Regions from separate parts of the Mus musculus genome. Here region 2 is linked to region 1. Evidence: chromatin contacts called from public HiChIP or PLAC-seq data. All regions are on one chromosome and are shown on one strand. The core of a region is the stretch at or near the end of the contact, and the rest is flanking DNA. Distances in the headings are between cores, read along the strand shown. Region 1 overlaps Opcml (opioid binding protein/cell adhesion molecule-like). Region 2 holds the start of Snx19 (sorting nexin 19).

What was found. HiChIP or PLAC-seq counts read pairs in DNA pulled down with a chosen protein or histone mark.
Region 2: an H3K4me3 HiChIP or PLAC-seq map of forebrain shows a contact between it and region 1, with 12 times the contacts expected there. The contact joins the promoter of Snx19 here to the enhancer-like site in region 1. A contact is called at or near these places in 3 of 39 promoter capture datasets (the 3T3-L1 cell line, frontonasal cranial neural crest and hippocampal neurons), 1 of 484 Hi-C or Micro-C datasets (ganglionic eminence) and 1 of 115 datasets of contacts at active chromatin or transcription factors (forebrain).

Annotation. Positions count from the first base shown.
Region 1 is chr9:28,286,675-28,294,581 of GRCm38.p6, reverse strand. The region is part of intron 1 of Opcml (opioid binding protein/cell adhesion molecule-like); the gene reads right to left. Among named protein-coding and RNA genes, the nearest start is that of Gm39313, 110 kb to the left of the region's middle. Within about 2 kb of position 4,726, at least 31 of the 459 cell types and tissues checked have an H3K27ac peak or open chromatin away from gene starts, as enhancers often do. A contact at or near this core is called in forebrain, where this site is marked.
Region 2 is chr9:30,423,918-30,431,824 of GRCm38.p6, reverse strand. It overlaps Snx19 (sorting nexin 19), which reads right to left and starts at 4,496. Exons shown (of 11, transcript NM_028874.2): 1 at 2,569-4,496. The coding sequence starts at 4,257. It overlaps Gm30933 (predicted gene, 30933), which reads left to right and starts at 4,847. Exons shown (of 3, transcript NR_169179.1): 1 at 4,847-4,958.

The sequences.
Region 1 (7,907 bases), core at 3,477-5,976:
CAGCAGAATCGTGGCACAACCCACTTTCCCAGGGTGGGAAAGGCTGAGGACAAAAGCGGTGCCCACTTAGGACCAAGCATCCATGACATCCTCTGTGCCAGTCTATCTGCTTTGACAACTCTGAAATCTCTCTGCACATTTACATACGTCATTCATCTCCAGATATTCTGAAATCAAAACTGAAAGTAGCTGCAAAGAGATAATTGCATGTAGATATGTTCTCATTTACAACTCCCAGAGAATGGGCTTTTCTTGAACTTGGTATAACTTCAATTTGTTGGTCTTTACATAATAACTTCCATGCTGAAGCTGGACTGATGTTTTTTCCTATAACATTTTGGTGTCATTTGAAACTAGTCAGGTAAAAATTACCATGCCATTTTTTAAGCATGAATGCTGAGGCTACATAAAGTTAAAAAAAAAAACAAAAGACAAAACAGCAAACAAACAACACTAACAATGAAAACCCCACATGTCCGTCCAGGCCTGCAGTGTACACCTAAGATCCCAGCTCTTGGCTTAGGCAGAGGAATCTGGAATTTAGTACAGGAGAGGATTCCTAGTGAGAGTGTGTCAAAGCAACAATAACAGCAAAAACAAGACACATTCAGCTGATAGTTAGAGATATGGACTCTTAGAGAACTAGGTCTGAATCCCACCTTTGTAGCTCAACAGCTGTGTTGCTGATGGACCTACTGATGTAGGACACACCCATTCTTATGGATAAAGAGGGGGTAACTCTGAAAATGAAGTAATTTGTTCAGGGTCATTTCACTAATATACTACAGAGGCAAATCTCTCTCCAAGAATTAGATCCTCAACTAGCACCTTATTGTCTCTTGTTGCAAGGATGTCATAGTTGTGGCTGATATCAGCATAGTAATTTATGTGTGCTTGTGGGCAAAATCAGGCTTGAAGTGCAGGGCTAGAAAGGTTGGCCTGAAGAAGGGAGGAAGAGTCTAATCAGGCCTGAGGCCTATACCCTCCATTCTGGCTGACTCCAAGTATTGGGTTTGTTTTAGTTTGGATTTCTATTGCTGCATGAAACATCATGAGCAAAAATCAAGTTGGGAAGTAAAGGGTTTATTTGGCTTATAACTTCTATATCACTGTTTATCACCAAAGGAAGTCAGGACAGGAACATAAGCAGGGCAGGAAAGTGGAGGCAGAACCTGATACAGAGGCCATGGAGGAATGCTGCTTACTGGCTTCATACCCATGGCTTGCTCAGTCTACTTTCTTACAGAAGTCTAGACCACCAGTCCAGGAATAGCACAGATAACTCTAGCTGTGTCAAGTTGACATAAGACTAGCCAGCACAAGTGTCTTGTTAGAAAAGCTACCCCAAGGTGACTCAAGCAGAAGAGGACTGTGTTCTCTCTGTTTCTGTCTGTCTCTCTATGTCTCTGTCTCTCTGCCTCTGTTTGTCTCTGTATCTCTTTCTCTCCCTCCTGCCAAATGTGTGTGTGTGTGTGTGTGTGTGTGTGTGCATGTGTTGACTTTGTGTGTTATTGCCCTTCCATGTCTTACTGGCTGTGCTAAATAGTGTTTCTCCCAAATCCAAATGTATCTACTTCAGTCCCTAGAACCTCAGAATGTGAGGTAACCCTTTTTATCAGGCTAGTAAGTTAAAATGGGCTGTCATGGTGGGTCTTAATACATTATGACTCCTCATGAGAAGAGAGACTTTGCACATCACAGAGACACCAGAGATATGTAAGTTAAATGAATCAGCCACTGCAAGACAGTGATAGAGGCCTCAGGAGAAACCAACCTGCCAACACCTTGATCTTGGGCTTTCAGCCTTCAGAATTTTGACAATTGATTTCTGTTGCTGAAACTATCTGCCCTGTTGTACTTGTTACAGCAATGGGATACACTAGTAACGCCCATGGTAAACCAGATTTCTCAAAGTAGACGAGACCCAATGATCTAAAACTTAAAAACCTACTCACAAAGCCAAAGTGGAAACAAAAAGCAAAGCCGGAGAGTGTTTGGAAGTCAGTAAATGATTGCTGTCTTTGCTGGGTGTAGAGGGCTCCTGCTTTCCCAAGATAGAGCAGCAGTGTGTGTGTGTTCATTTTAAAACAACAAATACAGAGGAAATTCTTACTAAGTGCCAGAGACTGTATAGCTGCCAAAGATTGCAGAGATCAATAAAATATTCTCCATGGTCTAGTGAGAGAAATGTTAAATTTCATTGTTACTATTTGCTTACATGTCCCTGTGCTGTGATTAGGTGATCAGATATTTCTTTTACATCTCATTATCTTCTTAACTCATAGCCAATCAAGACACAAATGGGTAAGTTTAAACATGCCTAACGCATACCAAATGTCAGGATGTGTCTCCGGAGCCTATACATGGTTGTAGAAGCAATTGAAAAACAAGGTCCTAATACAAGACATGCACAGTGTCCCATGGCTTTCTCTGAACCTTGTGAAGCTAAAAGGAATGATGAACCCTCAGGAGGAAGGCTCTTGATTCCCAAGAAGAATGACTTAAGATTAATATGGTGAAGTCTATTAAAGGCTTTCAGAAATGGAACCAATGGCACAGGTGGACAGGAAAGAAGGAGGGAGACCTGTTTTGTCAACACTAGGACAAACCCGTCTCTGAGGCTGTCCCATATCCTTTTCTCCTTCTTAGTCTGTTTCTTGTACCATGATCCTTCCCATCATTGTGCTCCCTCCATTCATCGTGTTCCTCCCATCACCATGCTCCCTCCCATCACCATGCTCCCTCCCATCATCATGCTCTTTCCTCTGTTGCTGAACATGCCACTATCTTCATCTTCCCTCTGCAAGGGGCTAAGATGATCTCAACTACCCAACATTCCATGACAGAGTTCTACATGACCACCGGTGAAGGATAATGGGAAATATATATGCCAGGTTTAGTCCCCTGGAAGAGGATGCTGTCTGTCATGAAAGGCTGCAACTCAGAATGAAGGTTAGTGCAGAGTTAGTAAATTCTAGTGAGATGGTAAGACTCATTTGGATCAACAGAGTCAATATCAGAACTTTGAGAACTTGTAAGATAAGGATGTAGCATATCTGCTTCTGAAAGCATCCTATGAAGGCAATCATTACAGTAATCCAAAGAGGGAGTGCACTACAGGAAACACTATGAGTAAGCCACTATGTGCTGAGCCTCTCAGCTACTAGAAGTGTTCAAGTAGAGGCTGTAGTCCATCTGCAGGTCTTGCAAAGACTAGTCTTACCACTAGATAGTGCAGAAGATCTGAAAGAAGGCATGCATTCCTGCAAGAGTTAAGATTCTTTTCCTAACCTAGCTGACCTCTAATTTACCTGGCACCAGTCCGGCAAGGGAAAGTGCAAGGTCCCATATATGAACTCATTCTTGTCACCTTTCCAGGCAGCAAATGAAATGTATACTTACTGCAAATGACAAGCTTGCATGTAAATGACTGTGAGGTGGGAAATTCTGATCCTGCTGAAGAAAAGGAAGGGACGACAGATCTCTCAGGTTTATCATCCTCTTCAGTTTCCAAGGTCACAGTCACCTTGTAATTACCATTTGCCATCAGAGAGAAATCTCATCCTCCAGGCAGTAGAGATTACAACTGTAGTCAGGGCATGGGGCATCAAGACTGAAACGTTGGTTTGTGTGAGTGAAGATAGCCTGTGATCTCCATGGATGAGGCTAAGTGAGCTGTTGTCAGGAAGCAATGCTGTCCTTTCTAACTACCTACAGCTGAGCCCTCCACTACAAGCCTCGGACCCAGCAGCAGGCCCATCTAAGCACACCTGGGAAAATGACAAGAACCTTCTCCCACAGCAAAGTGTACATTTCAACAAAATTGACATTAGGATAGCGTACATAATGAGCTGGTGGCCAAACCCTACAGCTCCCCTTTCTCTGCTGGGGAACTGTGAGGCACATTAGGAGACACTGCTGGTGGAGTCGGAAAACAGAGCCTCACCCTGGCCTTTATGAATACACCTGTCTGTCTGTCTCTGTCTGTCTGTCTCTCTATCTCTGTCTCTCTCTCTGTGTCTCTGTCTCTGTCTCTGTCTCTGTCTCTCTCTCTGTCTCTCTCTCTCTCTCTCTCTCTCTCTCTCTCTCTCTCTCTCTCTCACACACACACACACACACTACCTGTGTGTGGCCTTGTTGCATGACATCTTAAGTTAAACCCAATTTCCTATACTTTAGGCCCCCTCCCCCCTGTATGTGGAGCTGTTTATAGCTTTGCCCTATATAAAAAGATTTATGGTTTTTAAAATATTTGAAGTAGTAGCAACTAAGATTAGGTTCTTATACATCATCAGACACTAGGCCAGAGATATTAGGCAACATCTAACTTAATTTCTTACAGGTTCCTCTGTGAGATCTGCTATCATTTCCCTTCACTAAGGATGAAGAAAGCTGGAACTCTGAGAGGTATGTGCCATTCCCAAGGTCACACAGCTGAGGTGTGGCAGGGCTGAATCCAGATCCAGAAGTCCTTGCTCTGACAAGGAAATGAAGGCCACGATTCTAGCTGAAAGCTGGTTGGAACCCTCAAGGTTGAATTACTTCTTATTCTTCTGACTCACTCTTCTGGAAGTTGCCAGAAAAGCCCTGCTGCTGATTTTGGTTGAAACAGCTCCTCCCCCATGCCATTGTGATCTTGGCAAAAGGGCCAGGCAGAGAGCTACACAGCCCTTTGCTTGCCATTTCCTGCTGCTGCTTATCTGGGGCAGTTTGGAGTCAGCAGGGCCTACACCTGACTCTCTCTTCTTTTGGCCCCACCTCCCTTCTCATGCTGGCTGGGCTGGTTTCCATGACACTACTGCAGGCTTCCCATTTCAGCTTTCCCTTCAGCATTTCAAGAGCAGGAGGCTGTGTAGACAGGGAAGAGAGAAGGGGCTTTTCTGCCAGGCACTACAAGATAAACCTGGCCAGAGCTGGTGGAGAAAGAAGACAGTGGTGGCAATATAGCACACCCATCTCAGCTCATGGGCTCACACTCACTTGTCTCTGGACTCTGAGCCTGTGTAGCCTCACCAAGTCCAGGACAGGGCATACTAAGTCAGGTTACATTAGATTTGCCCTGGCCCATTTCTCCTCGGGACGTAGACAGCTCTCCAACCTCCTCTCACAGACCTTGGGGACCAAGTGAACTTTGTCTTCAGGAGTTCAGTAATGCTCCCCCTTTACTCATGGCTAGGATTTCTTTTACAGTTATACACAGCCGACCATAACCCCAAAAGAATTCCGTGAAAAAAATTCTAGAAATAAATGATTCACATATTTTAAATAACTCTTACTATAAGGTTGTTGCTGTTGTATATTGTCATTGTTGCTGATCTCTTGACACCTTGGATAGGAATTCATAGATAGGAGCTGTGTCTTCCAAGGCTGGCTATTTGATTACAAATGCAATGAGGTAGGGAGGTTGGGCCATTGTAGGTTCAGGACCTAATTACAATGTGTCTTGGACTAATTTTAGACCCCTAAGCATCCATTCTTTGCCAATCTTTGAATCAGACCTAACGTTCTATGACTAACAGATAAAAATCTTTTTGGAATGTATTAACGTAGCAGCAGCCATCTTCTATCAGCCCCAAAGCTAGAATGTCACCAGATAGCATCTGTGGACCACAGCTGAGATTTCCCCTCTGCTGGAAGCCACCTTTTCTGATGTCTCTGCTGATGTCTTTTAAAAGTGTCTTCATTTTGACTTCTCACTTTTCCTTTATGATAAAGAAAACTTCATGAAACTTCCTTCCATTTGGAACATGGAGTTTGAGGTTGATCAATGGTTACTCATATTTGCCTCCAGAATAAACTATCTGCTATCTTCTTTGAAGGAAGAGCTGTGTTTTTACGGTGAACTCTGCTGATTCATAAACTGACATTCACTCTGAGTCCCTAATGTGTATGAGGAAACAGGATGTGCATCGAGTTAAGCCCCTGAGTTCTCACTGGGAATCTTTGATGTGAGACTACTCTATAAGAAAGAAAATGCTCCAAGGCTGGGAATCTGGAAATGGGTGCTCCTTGCTTTTGGAGCACAGAAATATCCAGAAGCTTTGGGCTGTGCGTAACAGGAATCTTCCCATATAGAGGAACAAGTCCAGAGACACAGACACATTGACCTTCCTGACAATCTTGGATGACTGGCTTGTCAATCAGCAGGCAGATGTCACAGCCCTGAAGGAAAGCTTGTCAGTCAGCTGAGGGTTTAGGAGGGGAGACCCTCCACATTCTTCCATCCTCAAGCAGCCAGATGGAAAATGTCCGGCGTTACCGGCATTACCGGGATCAAGTCAGCACTTCCATGCTGAGTGACAGACAGACGCACTTGCCTTTCACTGTCTGATGCTATCTGACCTCCTTCGACAAAAATAGCCTCATCTCAGAGGAAGCCTCCTACCACCTCCTCCTCACAGTCCACTCCTGCCTGGCCCATGCTGACTCTACCTCAAATTATCCTCATCCTCATTTAGCCCCACCCTAACCCTTAAAATGGAGTCTTCTCTGTGTCTCTCTGAGGCCTTCCAGGTCAATGGTATACATTATCTCTAGGAAGGCTTTATTTCAACTTCTGTTTCTGTTCCTGGGGAATAGGGGCCACGAATGTCCACAAATGCCTCCCAGAGGAAGGTGTCTTGATGAGATAGATCTGTGGTGCTTCTAGGAGGGAAGGCACCTACATCATAGGTAGAGGCAGCTGGAACTACTGGGAAGGTACTATGGCTTGCCCAGGGGCAGGAGTCATGCAGAAAAACACTTAACTGGACTGCCTCTCTGCAGGAACTCAGAAACTGCTCTCACATTAATACATGAATAAACACCACCAGGACAGAAGAGAGGGTGAAGTAAGGGGAGGCATATCAAACACCCTGGGAAGTGGTTTATGCTGTATAATAAAAACCACACCTGTGGGTTTCACAATACAAAGAACTGAGTGTAAAACCAGGCAGATACCTTCTTACTTGGGACTGATCAGCAGGGAAGGAATCAGAGAGCTTTATGAGGGCTCAGATTATAAAAGACTGAGAAATAACCACGTTTCCCCAGGAGAAGCCTGATGACAGGATTAACTATGCAGGCAGCATTGAGTCCAAGTCGCAGGTTCATACTGAGCCCCCAAACAACAATTTTAACTCTGACCTTGGGAAAGGTATTCACACCATCTCAATTTACATCGCTCTTCAGGTGCATTTGTCATTTTTTTTTTTTTTGACCTGTGTGATGGTAAAACCCACTTCTTAGCGCTGCTCTAAGGATAAAATTAGGCAATGCTCATAGAAAACTCAGCATACATTTTTGGCACACAGTAAGTGCTGAATATGTCAATAACTCTTCAGTGATGGCACCATGCTATTAATATTGATTGGTTCTATTTTTCAAAGAGAAGTGACACTTTAGGTTGGGGCTTCTTCCCAATATGGGCACATAGCTTGTCTCTGTATTTGTCACTACCTCTAGGACCGCAGCAGCCCCACACTGCATGGACTCTTTCTATACCTGTCAGTTACCTTTAAACTTCTTTGGTCCTGGCAATTTTGTATACCCAGCCCGGGCTCCAATAGCAACCAACTCATTTATGTCCTCTGCACCAACCTGGGGATGATGTCTGACGCCCTATGTTATTAAAAGGAAGAATGCTGCATCCTTCTGTTTGCTTAATCTACGTGATCTGTTTTCACAGTAGGTGGGTGCCGCCTGGGAATATAGCTTTATGAATTAAAAATGGAAATGATAGAAGGCAATATTAAAAAGACTAAACACTCTTCAAATCCTGGCATTTCCAGTGAGGTTGTACCCATTAGAGGCTGATTGAGTTTGAGAAGGAGGATCCCTAAGGGCCCTTTCAGCCCCCAAAGGCAGCGGTTCCCTTCAAACCTCTGAAGACTCAACTCTTCCAATGAAGGCTGTGACTTGCTTCCAAA
Region 2 (7,907 bases), core at 3,247-5,746, 2.1 Mb before region 1:
GTTCATCTGAAAAATATAAATACATATGAAAGAACAATTTATACCACAATATTGAAATCTACTAGCCAGTATCCCACTCTGGAACCTCAAAGAGATAAACTGTGTTTTCAGGAAATCAACACAACAGGTTTTAGATTTTCATTTTTGCCACTGTTTCTTATGATTGCTTCTACCAGAAGTTCCCACCCCCAAAGTAGCTCCATAACATTTTTAAATCCTAAAGACATTATAGAGCAGAAGTCATACCTACAACAGCGACCACTGCTAAATCACAGGAGAGACCTCATCAGGAGAAAATCACTTTGCCATGACAACTAGCCACTAACAATCTATACTAGTTTTGGGAAGAAAAGTCCCAAACAGCAGATAAGCATAATTCATGACTTTGCCTGGAATAGTTTTCTTTTTCCTTTCCTCCTCCCCCCCCCCCCCGCCCACCTTCTCTTTCTTTTTTGTTGTTGTTGCTTTGGGAAAATTAATCTTTTTAATTGTTATTCTGGAAATTGAATTGAAATTCTTTGTATTAAGCATATATTAGCTATATCGCTAGACATCGCATGATGATTGGACATGCTCTGTGAGGTCAGTCTGCTGCCTCATATGCATAAAGGGCCAGTGAGGGAGAGATGGCCCACACTGCACTCCTAGGAAAGTAAGCAGCTTGAAGAGAACGGAAGCTCTGGCCACACAGGGCAAGACCTTCTGACAAAGAAGTGTAAGATACATAGATGCTGCGACCAACTCTGCATGTGCTTGCTCTTATCAGAAATTGGTTATTCTTTGGCTAAACTAGTATAAAGCAACCAGTGATTTTTAAAAAATCTCCTTGTTGAAAGAACTTGAGCTAATGTTTGAACATTTCTAGAACTAGAGAGGAGGAATATTCACTAAGTACTAAGGTGAGCAAAGATATCTCTCCCATAAGTACCAAGAAGGAAGGAGACAGGCAGCATTCAGGACCGAGCTTTCCAGCTCGGAGCACGTGGGAGCTGCGAAGCTTTCTGTAGAATAGTCTGCCCTGCCCTTGAGCAACAACTTGATTTTTCTGCTTATAAGAAAGAAAAACTGTTATCAGTTCACAAATCTGTCACAAGTAGAAGATGAAATAGCCAGAACCTGGCACTTGCATGTGAGCACAGGGCACAGCAGAGGGACACCTAGAGTCCAAACAACAAGCAGGCAAACTGCTCAAGTTACACAGTTTGACAGTCACTTGTCACTTGTGACCCCAAAGATCTTCGTCTGCGCTTTTGAAAAATGCCTGGTTTATAAAGACCATGTGAGTGAGTGTAGGTGTGCCTATGAGTGCACAGGTGCTTCTAATTACATTAGTGACTCTAGCGACTTTTAAAGGGGCTGGTGTTTGAACATTTCTAGAGCTGGAGAGGAAGACGCAGTCCTATGAGCTGAGGCGAGCAAAGAAGTCTCTCAGACAAGTACTGAGCAGAAGAGACAAGTAGGATTCAGGAGAGATTTCAAGTTCTAAGACTGCCTTCATTTCAGATGTCATGTGGCTTTTGACAGGCCAGATCCCCTTGAAGTTGCACAGGACACTTCCCCTTGGTTCTCTTGGATTTCACCAGGGGAGCAGCAGCATGGCCAGCCTAGCGCTGGACTGAGAAGCACAGAAATTCCAGAAGGCAGGCACAGTTCAACAGAGCGGCTCCTGCCAAGGAACTCTCTTTCTGAACTTCTTCCTAATTTCTTCCTTTAAAAATGATAATATCATAGATATATATATTTTTTTAATTTAGGAAGGTAGAATACTTATATTTAAGTCAGAAGGTGGCAAGTTCCTCATTCCTTGAGGCGTCTATGCATAGACTTGGGAACAACTATGCAGAGATGATATGGAGAAAACTGGTTAAAGTAGCAGGTCTTGCCTCAGGCCAGGCAGTGGAGCGATGAGTTAACTGGAAAGTTTCATTTAAGAAACAAATGTGGGGGGGACGGAGAAATGGGGAGAAATGGCTCGGCAGTTAAAAGCACTTGATGCTCTTACAGAGAACCAGGGTTTGGTTCCGAGCACCCACATGGCAGCTAACAACTGTTTGCAACTGCAGATTCAAACCCTCTAGAACCCTCTTCTGGCTTCTACAAGCATCAGGCACACAATGCACTTACATACACGCAGGCAAAATATACACGTAAAATAAAAATAAGTAAGTCGGTTTTTTTTTTAAAAATGTAGAATTTTGGGATGCATTCTTAGAAATTCTTATCCAGAATACGTCTGTCAGAGTCCGTGTATTTACAAAGCAGTCAGAGTGATTCTGAGGTCGAAGCAGGTTTGAGAACCAATGAAAACGTTGAACCCCCTCCCCCAACCTCCACCCCCACCCCACCCCCCACCCCCGCACCCAGTCTTCTGACACTGAGTTTCTGGTGCTGTTTGTGTGGGTCTACCATAAGAGCTGATCCTGGCTTCCAAACGAGCTATACACCACTTTATTTAATTTATTTAATCAACACGGGATGCTCTTATCTGCCCTTGCAACAATCTGTTTACAGACTCTGCTTTCTAAACCCCATCCCCAAAGTGAGAAAGCACAGCCATCATCCTGTTACCTTCACAGTGTACAGTGTGTATGGGTGGAATCCAGTCCCACTGTGCTCTCGGGCAGTGATGGTGCCAGTGATTCGAAGGTTCTGGATGACAACCGGGCCGTCTGGACTGCTCAGGGACTCGAAGCTGAAGGTGGCTGAGCTGAGAGGACCAGGTGGAGAGGAGGAAAGAGGCACTGGGGGCATAGCAGGTTCAAGGGAGCACACACCACTGGCGAGATCTTTGTCTAAACATGAGGGCCGTAGGGGGCAGGGTTTTTCTGGTTCCTCCAGCAAAGCTGTAAGAGAGGTGTCATCTCCTTGCTCCACCTCCTTGTCTGCTGTGTCAATCTGGATCTCTGGGCAATTAAGCACGGAGACCAGCATGCCTGTCTCTGTGTCTGTCCCTGGGGCCTCCTCGGCCTCTGCTCCTTCCATACATTCAGATCCCTCGCCATCCTTAGGCTCCAGAGCCCCGGAGTCGTCTAGGGCACACAGAGCATCTTGAATCCTGTCAGAAAGGAAGTTGCCTGGGGTCATTAGCAGGATGGTTTCTTTGCTCAGTTCAGACAGTGGTGACTCCAGTTCTGAGTCTTCACATAAGAACAAGGGGCCTCGGATATCTGGCTGTAGAAAATGGGATGAGCTATTTCCTACTTTTTTTTCTTCGAGCATCCCAGGCAAATCTCCCTCTACAGCTTCATGGCCTTCTTCAATCTCTGGGGAAGGGGCTGGCTCACTGGAGGTCAAGTGTACTGGGGCTGTTGCTGGAGAAGATGCTTTTCCTACTGGCAGACTCTCTACTTCAACAATCAATGGCAGAGATGTGGGCACCGAGGGCTGCTCTAGGACACTGGATGAGCAGGGGGGTTTAGTTCCCTGTGCTGCATCATGTCTGTACTTGGAAAAGATACTCACAAGAATAAGGTGGATCCAGTCAGGATCTGATAGCTTGCTGATCAGTGGTAAGATGACATTGCAAGTAATAACTTCAACCACAACGTGGCGTCCAGTCCTCGTCTCCAGGTGGGGCTTGGGCACTAACTCTTTTAGTATCAAGTTCACAATGCCACGTGCATAAGTGACCTCCGTGGTGGGACAGCTCATGGCAGGATGGGGAGCTGTAACCTGGCAGTAAGCATCCCACAGCTGGGAGGGCTGAACTGGACAGCTCTGCTCCTTTGCAGTAGCCTCCTTTGCCTGAATATAGCTCTGCAGGTGACAACCACAGAGAGTCAGAACCCTCTGGGTAAGAGCATGGCTGTCCACTATGCTCATCCGCCTTCGAAGCTCCTGAACCAACCCTTTCATGGCTGCCTCCATCTCTGCCTCGAAGGCCGGCTCATGGCTCACAGAACGATACCAGGATAACACGAAGTCTCGGATAATCATCTGGATAGTGCGGTTAATCTCCTGTTCCAGCTGCCTTTCTGCCTCGGGACATGGAGGACAGGTGGTGATGGTAATGAATCGTTCCAGGTGCAATTGACCTGAAGCCCCTAGGATGGCAGTGGAGCCCAGCCATCCTCCCAGCGCTACCAGCGATGCACATAGAAGGATCAGAAGCCACATGTTGACCAGAAGGTGGATGACCAGTAGCCAGCCCACCAAGACCCCCACGATCATTAGCTTCCGGCTACTCCATAGATTGCTGTGGACATAACTGGACTCGGAGATAGTCCCCTGGGTAGGGGACACTGTTTGTGCCTTCATGGTTGAAAGGACAGGTATGTTTCCACAGATGACAGCCTCCGATTTTATTTTGGTGTCAGGAGTGGGAGCATGAACTGTCACCGAAGAGAACAAGTCCAGCTGCTACTGAGTGAACTCTGGACCTTCGATACTACTGGCACTGCAGAGCGACAGAAAAAGCTCTGCTTCTCCCGCTCGCTTCTGTCGACAGGGCCCATCAACTAGCCTGTTCCAGCCGAGATGAGGAAAACTTTGCCGGCCTCCATCATGGCCCAGGCGGAGAGTCTCTTCGCAGCCCCGCGCGGCCCACGGACACTTACGAACTCCGAAGCAGCAGCCGGCAGATCGGGTCACACGTCGCTGGGGGACCCGTGCTCAGACTGCGCCCCTGGGAACGAACTCTTGGGGGGGTGGGGATCCTTCCGACCGCCGCGGCCAGCAGCCACAACAAGCTCCGGCCGCCCAGGCCACTACACTCCGCAACTCCAAAGTGGACAGAGCAGCGGGCCGGCTAGCAGCCGGCGACAGCTTCCGGGTCGCGGCCTGCGGGAGCGGGGTACGCTGGGAGAGCGGCCTGGTGGATCGGAGCCACGGACGCCCCCTGGTGGTGAGGAGCGGTGGTGACGGTGGGCGTACACACCGCTCTGCTAAGCTGAGAACCCAGAGCCCGTGCTCACCTGGGCCAAAACGGATACTCGCCCAGGCTCTTTAAAGTGCTGTTTGTAAATATCTCTAGAGGTTTAGGGAAACTTTCCGTAATGAGCTTTGTTTTAATTCCCTTGGAGACGTACTGTTGGGAGCTAGATTGATGAGGGATTTTAAAAATTCTCCTTGCTTCTTCCAGAACGCCCCACCTCTACCCCCACTCCACCCCCCCCCCCGACCCCCCTCCCAACTCTACTCAATTCACAGTCCACCTCTTTTGTTTTCCGGAGTAGTCAAAGGTAAGTATTAAGATGTGGGGCAGGTTTCTAGAGAGTATTTCCTATGTTTAGTCACTGGCTTGAAGAGTGGGTCCTTGTAGCCCTTGAAGCTAATTGGGGGAATGAGTTTATTTGACGTAAATCAGCTTTCAGTAAAGCGAGTCCCTATAAGATATAGTGAATTGCAAAATCTTAAGTACGTTCTGGAATGATTTTAGTGAATCGCAATGGTTAAAGGGAACCCATTAAGAAGATAGCCTTCGTGCTGAATCTTGAAGACTTTTCTGCCTGTCGGCTTCCTTTTCTTCCCATGTGCATAGGCATGCAAGGCAGAGGAAGAGACGTCTTGTTTTTAGTTTACCCTCTAACACATTTGCCCCTGTCTGTGTTCTGCTTTGAACACATCTGCCAGTTGTCAACTCAAAAAGAGTGACCTACAAAGAAAGTCAGTATCTGAAAGTGGCACTGGCTATGTGTAGAAGCATTGATGTCTTCTTTGTGTGAAGCCTCCACCTTGGTCCTTCTGGACTCTGCAGTGTGGCTCTCCTTTCCATTTGGACACAGATGAATGCCATCGCTCTTTACCAGTCTGTCCTCTGCTGTAGCCTTGAAGGATTTAGGCAAATTCACCAAATAAAACAAAACAACCCAACAACAACAACAACAAAACAAAGCAACAAAAAGCAAAAACTAAAACAAAACAACCCCCAACCCGCAAAAAAAAAAAAAAAAAACCAAGCAAAATAAAACAACCCTGTACCAGAGAGATCTTACAGCTTCCTTTTCTGTCTCCACTGCTGGTGTCAAGGTAATAACTTTATTTGAATACAAAGGAAACCATCATCTACAATTGGATGTGGTTGACAACTAACAGCCTCAAAGGCCAACAATATAGTTTAGGATCAAAGTGTTTCTAGGCAGGCAAGGTGATCTCTGGAGTTACAAAGCACTAATTCATGTTGCCAGGGTGAACATCCTTTCACTGTATCCTCCTCCCAACTGAAAGGAATGTGAGACCTGCAGACTGCCTGTCTTGTCCTCCCAAACTATCCTGTTGTTCCGGGAACAGTTACCTGACAGTAATGCTCTAGAGAAGTAAATATCCCTGCTGCCCACGCAAGAGTCACAGCAGAGACTTAAATGGCGGAGAACTAATGGTACCACTTAGGACTTCGCTTCTGCAGCTCAGAGAAAAACCTCCCATGCATCATGAGACCGAAAGTGCAGGGTAGCAACGAACTGACCTTGTCAGTGGGCGTTGTGCCACCTGAGCAGATGGTCTGAAGCTCTGAGGTAGCCAAGAGTGTCTTCCTGATTCTGCAGCACAGTTGATGGACATGCCAATGCACTTGTCATCTGGATGGCTATGAGCTTCTGCCTGGGGATTTAGGACAGATCTTAGGATCCAAACAGATTAATCATTGGGAGGAGGTGAGAGCCCTGCCTGATAGAGAATGGTGTGGGCCTGTGGTGGGGGAGGCTGACCGGTCACTCACCTCTCAAGAGATGCCGCTTGCCTTCCGACCTGCTATTTCTCAGTCCATTAAAGGCGTGCTAGGGCTAAGAAGACAAAAGCCACCAATTCACCCAAAGGTATTCTCAGGCTCATCAAAGGACAGCCACACAAAAAGAGCAGTGCATTTAAGCATGACGTCATGTTTAACATGAGGTAACCTGATGCTGCGATAGAAGACGGAGCAATAAAACAAACACAAAGAATGGGTAGTGACCGAGGGACTGGGGTGGTTCATGCCTGCTCACTCTTACATTTGCAAACAGAAAAGAAGTGAGTGTGTTTTAGGGACATATAGACTAGAAAAAGTAGGAGCTGAGGGAGGGATGGTCTTTCAGGTACTATGAGAACAAAAGGAAAAGGCCAGGTTGGAACAAGTCCATACCAGCCCTCAGATTCTCTTGAAAAATAGAAGATGAGGCAGGCTTGGTGTTGTGGGCTGTATTACAAGAGACTTGGGTGCCCTGGGCCTGGACTACAGTGTGAGCTCAAGGGCAGCCTGAACCACTTACTCAAATTTTATTTGTTCAAAAAAATAAAGAAAGAAATTACACAAGTCCAGGACTGTTACTCAGCCGTTAAATGCTGTTGAGCTTCTTCAAGCCCTTGAATTCAATCACTGGTGCTGGAAACAAAAACAGGAACCAAAACAAAGCCACGAGGCCAGGGAGAGAACTCTGACGATGCTGAAGGTGAGCCGAGACAGGGCATGGGGTAGAGTTGTTGCTGGAAAACAGGAAGTAATGGAATTCACACAAAAGACAGAGGCTTAGAGGAGCTAGCCAAGGTCAGCAGCATGAGTCTCTCATGGCATTAATGTATGTTGTTCAGTTGTTCTCTCCTCAGATGCTTTGCTCCTCAGCGTAGAAGAGAAGCAAACAGGATTGGAGCATGTAGCAATGTTTAGAATAGAGAGAAATGGCAAAGAGTCAGGCCCGTAACACCCCGAGAAGTGAGGTGCTAAAACTTAAAACTATGCTGTCTAGGTACACGGGCAATGAATGAGAGCCAGGAGAGGGACAGTCGGCTGTGAGAACGTACTCAAGTGTAATAAGAGTAGTATATGTGCAAACCAGAAAAAGGCTCATGGGAAACTAGAGATCAGTCCAGGGGAGTTTCTGATTGCTGATCTGTCAAGCTGCCATGAGCCTTGCCACTCACATCGACACCATTTATCCTCTTACAGTTTGGGGAGTTAGCAGTCTCAAATGGATTGGCAGAAGTGTGCTCACCCA